Regions from separate parts of the Hordeum vulgare genome. Here regions 1 and 3 are each linked to region 2. A link is a contact called in public Hi-C data. All regions are on one chromosome and are shown on one strand. Each heading gives the region's core, a stretch centred on a gene start, on an enhancer-like site or on the middle of the called end of the contact. The rest is flanking DNA. Distances are from core to core; before and after follow the strand shown. Region 1 has its middle 35 kb from the start of LOC123430656. Region 2 holds the start of LOC123427489 (protein CHROMATIN REMODELING 19). Region 3 holds the start of LOC123427488 (protein indeterminate-domain 4, chloroplastic-like).

Evidence for each region. Hi-C and Micro-C count contacts between places; a contact is called where the count stands out from the background.
Region 1: a contact with region 2 is called in a Hi-C map of leaf, with 2.5 times the contacts expected there. The contact joins the enhancer-like site here to the promoter of LOC123427489 in region 2. A contact is called at or near these places in 2 of 6 Hi-C or Micro-C datasets (leaf and seedling) and 1 of 1 datasets of contacts at active chromatin or transcription factors (embryo).
Region 3: a contact with region 2 is called in a Hi-C map of seedling, with 2.8 times the contacts expected there. The contact joins the promoter of LOC123427488 here to the promoter of LOC123427489 in region 2. A contact is called at or near these places in 3 of 6 Hi-C or Micro-C datasets (leaf and seedling) and 1 of 1 datasets of contacts at active chromatin or transcription factors (embryo).

What each region holds. Positions count from the first base shown.
Region 1 is chr2H:588,965,409-588,968,116 of MorexV3_pseudomolecules_assembly, forward strand. No RefSeq gene overlaps it. Among protein-coding and RNA genes, the nearest start is that of LOC123430656, 35 kb to the left of the region's middle. Within about 2 kb of position 1,418, at least 2 of the 3 cell types and tissues checked have open chromatin away from gene starts, as enhancers often do. A contact at or near this core is called in leaf and seedling, where this site is marked.
Region 2 is chr2H:588,641,872-588,644,571 of MorexV3_pseudomolecules_assembly, forward strand. LOC123427489 (protein CHROMATIN REMODELING 19) reads right to left here and starts at 1,420. Exons shown (of 13, transcript XM_045111553.1): 1 at 273-1,420; 2 at 73-190. The coding sequence starts at 1,190.
Region 3 is chr2H:588,338,844-588,341,543 of MorexV3_pseudomolecules_assembly, forward strand. It overlaps LOC123427488 (protein indeterminate-domain 4, chloroplastic-like), which reads right to left and starts at 1,312. Exons shown (of 4, transcript XM_045111548.1): 1 at 1,010-1,312; 2 at 150-454. The coding sequence starts at 378.

The sequences.
Region 1 (2,708 bases), core at 168-2,667, 320 kb after region 2:
AGCATGCTCATAACGTGATCCGCAACTTTGCCAGTGAGTCCGGTTCGAGGTTATGGAGGGAGAGTAATAGACGAAGTAGTCGAACATTCAAAGTAGATCGAACAGAGGGAAGTAGGGAGGATACTATCTTTATTTATGATTGATCTCTATTACAATGGTTGTTACTTATTTATTTATATAGGGTAGGAGGGTCAAGGAATAAGTATCCATTTAAGGTAATCTGTGAAACCGTACATGCTAAGAGGCACGCGCACCAATAGGTGGACCGGTTTCCTAACATGTGGATTAGGTGATCCCTTGGTCCACGAGGGGAAAAAGTCTATTTTGTACTCTGAATTTGTAAAGGTTCGGCAAAATGAACCTCCAACTCAAAATCGCCGTCGATTGCACCCTAAACTATGTAATTTCGATCAAAAAAGAATCTTGGGTTCATTTGGCAAACCGGGATTGTTCATTGAATCAGGATTGGGCTGCGCCTCGAAGGGCACGCGCGAAAATGGCTGGGCCAGCCTAGTCAAGTCCATCTCGTTCTCGGACTTCACAATATTTTGAAATGCCATATACTATTTTTATAATATTTAAATATATTTTAAAATGCCACCTATTATTTTTATAACATTTAAATATATTTTGAAATGTCACGTACTATTTTTATAACATTTAAATATATTTTGAAATGGCACGTACTATTTTTATAATATTTAAATATATTTTCAAATGGCACGTACTATTTTTATAATATTTAAATATCATTTAAAATGCCACGTACTATTTGTATAATATTTAAATATATTTTTAAATACCACATACTATTTTTATAATAGTTAAATATATTTTGAAATGCCACGTACTACTTTTGTAATATTAAATTTATTTTAAAATGCCACGTACTATTTTTATAATATTTAAATATATTTTAAAATACCACATACTATATGTGTAATATTTAAATATATTTTAAAATACCACATACTATTTTTATAATATTTAAATATATTTTCAAACGCCACGTACTATTTTTGTAATATTTAAATATATTTTGAAATTGCATGTACTATTTTTATAATATTTAAATATATTTTGAAATGCCCCGTATTATTTTTATAATATTTAAATATATTTTGAAATGTCACCTACTATTTTTATAATATTTAAATATATTTTGAAATGTCACATGGAAAATCAAAGGGGTCAGTATTAGATTAAAAAAAAAAGTTAGTAAGTAAGATTTCGTAGACTTATACGTAAGTCTAGCATTATTGCTACACACTCCCATAGCTAATTGCGCGCGTTTGAGCCGGCCAGCGTGCGCTAGCTGCGTACGTACGTACCCATGCACGGCGCACGGACGGCATTGGCCGAAGAGTCCCTGGCTGGGCCACACCCACACGCGCACCACTGGCGTTGGGCACGTCGGCGTACGTGCTCGTCTCGCCGCCAAGCGAAGTGATGCCAACCCGAGCCGTGCGTGTGCACCGTGTGTCGTGGATTCGTCCGAGTGCGCTGCGTCGCTGCCTCTCCATCTTTAGCTCCAACTGCTGCAGCTGCCCAATGTATGTTTTTTCTTTTTTCTTCTTTTTTCTTTTTTAATATTAATTTTCATTCTATTATATATATATATATATATTCATTTTTTGAAAAAGGACAGCCTTTTTAATTAACTTTTTTGCTTTTATTAACTTTTTTTGTTCATTTTTCTTGTTTTTTATTTTTTTAGATCATGCGGCGGCCTTTTTTAGCAGTCTAACAAAAAATTGGGTCGACCCAACGCGCTCCCTGGCCCATCAGCCAGCCGAATCTCGGTTGACATTTCTCACGTGAGCAGTCTGAGGGTTCGATTTAGACCGGGATCATATAGTTTAGGGTGCAAACGACAGGGATTTGGACTTGAGGGTTTGATTCACCGAACCTCTATGAATTCAGGGTTTAAAATGGATTTTTTCCTCCACGAGGATGGAGGGTACGACTCTGTTTGCTTTGTTGGTTCGGCAGTTATCATGGTCGATCGTGGTGTCACGCTATCGCATGCCTCAACCGCTTCCTCCGCTTTCATCACCTTGTGTAGCGAGATCACCTACGGAAGTAGTCCTTGACCTCCTCTGTAGCTTTTTATGAGATGTTGCCCTCCATGGCGGTATTCTGTTGTTCGCCGAGGCGTCCGTGGCTTGAAGGCCAATTTTTGGCCAATGGAGCTATAGCTTCTCTAGCATCATCATCTTCCCGTGAGGCTGGTTCGCTGTTGAGTTCCTCGTGGCGAGAGAACGATAGTAGATTATGTTGTGGCCTGCAATACGAGATGGTTTCATCAATGAAATAATCCTATGGTACATGGTCAATGTGGAAGTTGTCACAAACCATAGCAAAACTTTATGTCTCTGTGGAGGTGTTGACGGAGTTGCTGCTGATATGCAACCCTATAGTTCAGTAGTCCACATGGGAAAGAGATGATTTAGGCCCGACAGTAGTGTCGCTGAGATTAGGAAGCTACCCCGTGCCTCGCGTTGAATAGGTTGTACGCATAATCAGAGGTCGTTATGAGTGTTGGTGGTGAAGGTGACACCCTCGACGTAGATTGTGCGTACTAGGTGGGCCGGTGGGTTGATGTCGACCCAGCCCTCCCCATCAACAATAAACTTGAGGGAGTCAAAAGTTAGGTTCTTCCCCAGCAGAAGCTCGATGGAGGCGGAAGAAGATATGTTACAAAATCG
Region 2 (2,700 bases), core at 170-2,669:
ATAGTTTAAGCAAAGGCCAGACAAAGCAACGAGCATGCTCGGGTCCAAAAGTTCAGTTCCCAAAGAAATCACCTCCGCCGATGCCTTTACGATGCAACAGTAGAAGGAAATTGACCCCCACAAGCTGGTATGGCTTCAGCACCGGGTTGAAATCCAAGTCCTCGCTTGTGCATGCGGCATCCACATCTTCCTGTTCTCATATCACATTGCATCAAAAGACAAAAACTCGATCGTTGAAGACCTGTAAAGTGCATCAAAACTGATAACTGTACCTGAGTGACAATCCGGACGGTGGAGGCATCTGTCTCAGCATAACTTTCACAATTCCGTGCTGACGAACCATACAGCTCCTGCCTCAGATCAACCGAAATCCGCGAGCACCTGCGCAATGCCTTCCCCACCACATCCCCTTCCACCTCCTCGGACTTCACACGACTCTGCCCATTGTAATCCCCATCTTCATCATCCTCGTTCTCCAACTCCGACCAGTTCACCCCATCATCCTCTTCTTCATCTCCTAACTCCACCACACCAGCAGCCACGGAGCCATCACTGTCATCGTCGTCCTCGATCACGAATCGGCGACCAGTGGTGCGGCGCGGCCGTGATGAGCTCGGAGCAGGGTGGTCGGAATCGTCATCTGCGAGGTCAGAGTCATCGTCCGCGAGGTCAGAGTCCTCAAATGTGAGGTCTAGATCCTCCTCTTCATCGGAGAGGTCAATGGAGGCGGTTGCCAGCCGTCGACCAGTGGAAGGGCGTGGCCGTCTCCTCGAAGCGGGGAGGCCGAAATCCTCGTCTTCGGGGTCGAAGTCCTCGTCGGAGAGCGCCACCGGGATGGCGGCCTTGGGGGGTTTATTGTTGTGCCGGGAGGATTGGGTGGACGCCGTGGCCCGCCTAGGCGGGCTTTTGTGCTGGGGGCGCTTGAGCACGCGCGAGCTATTCTCGGCGCGGCGCGCCTTGGCGCCTTTCCCCAGGTCGAAGTCGTCGTCGTCGGAGAGGACGACGGTGGTGCCGTTGCTGGTGCCGACAGCGGAGGAAGGCTTGGGATCGTAGCGGAACGAATCGATGGGAGGGGGAGGCCGCCCGGCCGGCTGCTGGGGGCTCCGGTGGGGGCGCTTGAGGACCCGGGAGGGCTTGAAGTTGTGGTTCGACCACTCCTCGTCGGAGATCTCCTCGAAGTCCCGCCGCATCGGGGCTGCGGCGGCGGGGCTGCGGGTTCCTCTGGGGTCTAGGGTTTCGGGGGGGGAGGCGCGCGAGGCGGTCGGGCGGGCGCGGTGCTGCTCTCTAGTAGGCGAGGATCCGAGGCGGCGGCGGCGGCGGGGAGCGGGAGAATTGGGGGCGAAGACGAGGAGGCCGGGAAACTTTGGCGGCCCTAGAGAGTGGGGAGAAAGAAGGGAGCGGCGCCGAACAGAGCGCCAATTGCCTCCCAAGAGGAGGACGATTCGTAAAATTCTGCCGTTTTCAGGGGTGGTGTTTGTTTTTTCCAAAAAGTTTTGGAATATCTTTCCCTGGCGTGTATGAGTTGCGTACGTCACTGTGTTTGGGGGTCGTGGCAGAAGGCCGTGTTACGGTGAACCGATGGTTTTTTTTTCTTTTTTCTGATGATGATGAGGTTGGCGGTGTACCGATGATTCTGATCTTGCATTTGGGTTCACCTTTTTCTTGTGTGTGCATTTGGGTTTACCTTTGGGCCAAGTTTCGTGCCCATCATTTGCTTGGACGGATGAATAATCACCCAAGATGCTAGACTTACGGGGAATGAGTTACAGAGTTAACACAGTAATCCATCTTCCTCACTCATCTCTCTCGTGACATTTCAGGGTGGGTCTGTTTTATCATAATATAAGCAACCAAAACAGCCCGCCTCATCTCATCTCGTAAATCTCCTTTAAAGACGTATGATGGTGATTTTTACGAATCCGTCGAGAAGAAAAGATGACAGCCTCTTTCTCTATCTCCCCTTTCTCCCTTCACGGAACCACACTAGCGGTGACATATATCCATCCACCCACGGCACTCCCCGCCCATCCACCGCATCACTCTCTCCCACCCAAGAGCTTCGGATCCGGCGGCTGGCTACGATGTCACGGGTGGCATAGCTGGTGGCATTGCCGTCTCCTACGGTAAACCAACCGCCTCTTATCGACTCCAACTCGTCGGAGGCCTGCATGGAGATGAGGAGGGTGGTGCTGGACCGATTTCCCGACCGGAGCAAGTGGTTGAAGATCCACGTCGGAATCATCTAATACGCGACGTTCGCCAAGTCCGCTCGATTCATGGGGGACGACGAATGTATGGATGTGGAGCTCATCTTCTCGGCAATTCAGGAGACCGAGTCATTAGATCCGGCGCACGCGACGCGGTGGGTGTTTTACCGCACGATGAACCCTTCCCGCCTTAATATTCGGCCACCGCGGGTGGATGCCATGGCCAACTTCCCCCCAGGTGTGCTACTGTCGGGGGTGCTCCCCCCGCGTCGCAACGTTTGAGGTCGCCTCTCATTCCGATACAGGTGTGGCATCGAGACATTGAACACCCTCTGTGGCCTGGCGACGGAGGTATGTCCTCAATTCTTATTGCTCCTTGTTTTCGGGCGAGGTTAATTGATTTTCATGCTCGAAGACCCAATGTTTCCAATTTAGACGCACCTTGTATTACTTCGAATGATGATGGTGGAGGTTCTCCTCCTGGTTTTGGTGA
Region 3 (2,700 bases), core at 62-2,561, 300 kb before region 2:
AGAGAGAGAGAGAAAACCCAGTGTGCGCATGTGAGAGAAGATGCTTGCACTGTCAGGAACCAAACGATAAGACTCCAATCAGTCCAGACAAGACCTTGCAGTTAGCATGCATGACTGAAAATATTAACCAGGGTCCACGATTGGATTACCAGGTAGAGTCCTCTTCTTCTTGGCCGGTGGCGCCGCCGCCGGAGCGCCTTGGCTTGACGCCGCAGGCGCCGCGTTACCCGCGCCGGACAGTGCCACCGCTGCCAGCTGGTGCTGCTGGTGCTGCTGGTGCTGCTGCTGTGATATCAGCGGCTTCATCTGGTCTTGCTGGTCCCCATCCCTCATCCCGAAGAACGCCGCCGCAGCCGCTGCCGATGAATTCGATGCCATCGCCTCCCAACCTAGGTCCTCGCACCAACTCCGGATTGTTCAGGGATTGGCAGTGCTCCTTCTTCTTCCCCCTTCGCTGAAACAAGCAAAGATTTTCCATGTGAGACGTCGCAATTAAGAGAGTAAAAACTGACACTGCACAGCAAATACAAGCAAGCGACCATGGGAGGGAGAGAGAAAGAGATCTGGAAGACTCTTGTTCCCCGACGCCCGAGCTAGGTACAAATTAAGGAGGAGAACGACGACGAAAGAAGAGAACTGGGACTGGGAAGGAGCAGATGGAAAGGCCCCAAAATTCCCTGAGCGCGTGATGGCTAATACCTATCTCATATGTATGCGCTGCGTCCCCTTGGAACCGATCTGAAACAACAAACAAATCGACAAGGAGCCGAGAAAAACTCCAAGGCCTCGGCCGCTTAGGACCCTTCCGAGATTAACAAAAGAACAAAGTGGACAGGGAAATCCAAACAAACAAACAGTTGCACTCAAAACAAAGTAAAAAAAAAGAGAAGGCATACGAACAAAAGCTCGCAAACACCCACACCCACAGAACTCACATACATACAGATATTTAAAAATTCTGAAAGGAACACAACAAGGAGCTAGAGAGGAGGAAAAAAACATGGGATACCTCACTCCCTCCCTGCTAGCTTCTTCTTCTCCTGCCTTGCTGCTCCTTGTTGGCACTGAGGGGATAGAAGTGGAGGAGAGGGGACGGAGGAGAGGGCCGGGGAGGAGGCTAAGAGGGTTGTTGTCTCATTTCTTTCATCTCCCTGTCATACCTTTCTTTCTCTATATCTATCTATCTCTTCCCTTCCACGCTCTTATATGCCCCCCTCTTGCTCTCTATAAATTAATTGCTGAATTTTTGCCTCTGCTCTTTCCCAGGCGGATGCACACCATGGAAATATATAAAAGATGGGGATTATATATACAGGCCGGAGCAGGAGAAAGGGGGAGAGGAAAGGGAGAGGGGATGGGGGGAGCGGGCGGGCGGGGGCAAGCTCACGCAGCCCACCGGTGTCGTGGGGCGTCCGAGGGTTGGGCCCACCGACTGCTGCGTGGGGCTTGCCTCTCGCCATCTCACACGCGCGCGCAAGCCTTTTCTTTTCCCCTTGGGTTAAGTTTTGGTATTTTTAGGGGTTTATTATTATTTTTATTATTATTATGCGATTGCAGCCGTGCGCTTGTGTTTCGTGCCTTGCTAGCACGTTACAGATTAAAAGCATGGCTTTGGATCCCCCTGTTCACCTAACTTCTGTTAGACTGTTTTAACCTTTTTTTTTGTGCTAGTTTGCACGCATGTATTTGGCCAGGTTGTGCAACAAACATCACCCTGTTAATTTGTCATCATTTGTGCGTATCACATTCTCCATCTGAACGTTTATGAGTAATCCACAAACATATAAACGAGGAAGCCACAAACATATAAATGTGCACAGTTCAATCGTTAGATATTGAATGTAGGGGCAAGAGGAAACCTGGTATAAAAATGGTGTACCAACCATCCCGTATTTCCGATGAATTACAGCAAACCGGCATTTGAACTTTTTGTTGCGCTATCTGTGATACAAAAATCGAAGTACCGACCATCCCGTATTTCTGACGAATTACCTGTAAACTAAAAAAACTAATTCACTAAGAGCAAATAGTGGGTTTGAATAACTCTTACCTTTTTTATCCTCATATTCCACATATGAACGTTTATGATAAGGTAAGAGGCGACATGTTAAAAGGGTTCATTAATGTTACATTGGTATATAAAAAATGAAGACTGTTTCCCCACACACCAAAAAACCGTTGTGGCGACCATTATTGTAAACAAGAACACTATATTCTAGGAGCGAACACATCAACTCACCATCGATTGAGGAATGACCTTATGGAGAGCAACCGAGAAGGTAATTTTTGTGCCACACATCACCATGGAGGATCTCGAGGTTCATGTCCCACATGTGCCCCCCTCGCATCCTTTCGTATGCCTCTCCCCATGACGCCACCCCCGCCCATTCTTCTCAAACATATCGATATCGTTCCGTTGTTTCAATTCCGTTGATCGAGTGTGTCTCTCAGTGCTTCTCGGGGCTGAAGATGAGGTGGAAGCAACTTGGGAGGACCACCCAAGGGCGGTGGCGGGAAGGGATGTGGAGAAGCTAGACCAACTCTTCGAGTTCTACAATAGGTTCACCAACGTAAGCGAAATTCATCGGAGATCGATGAAGGTGGTGCTCAGAATAACGAAATAAAAGAGATATCCGATGGCGGGAGACGGTGCCTACACCATCAAGATCTTGTATCGGGCCATGAGGGAAGGAACCTCTA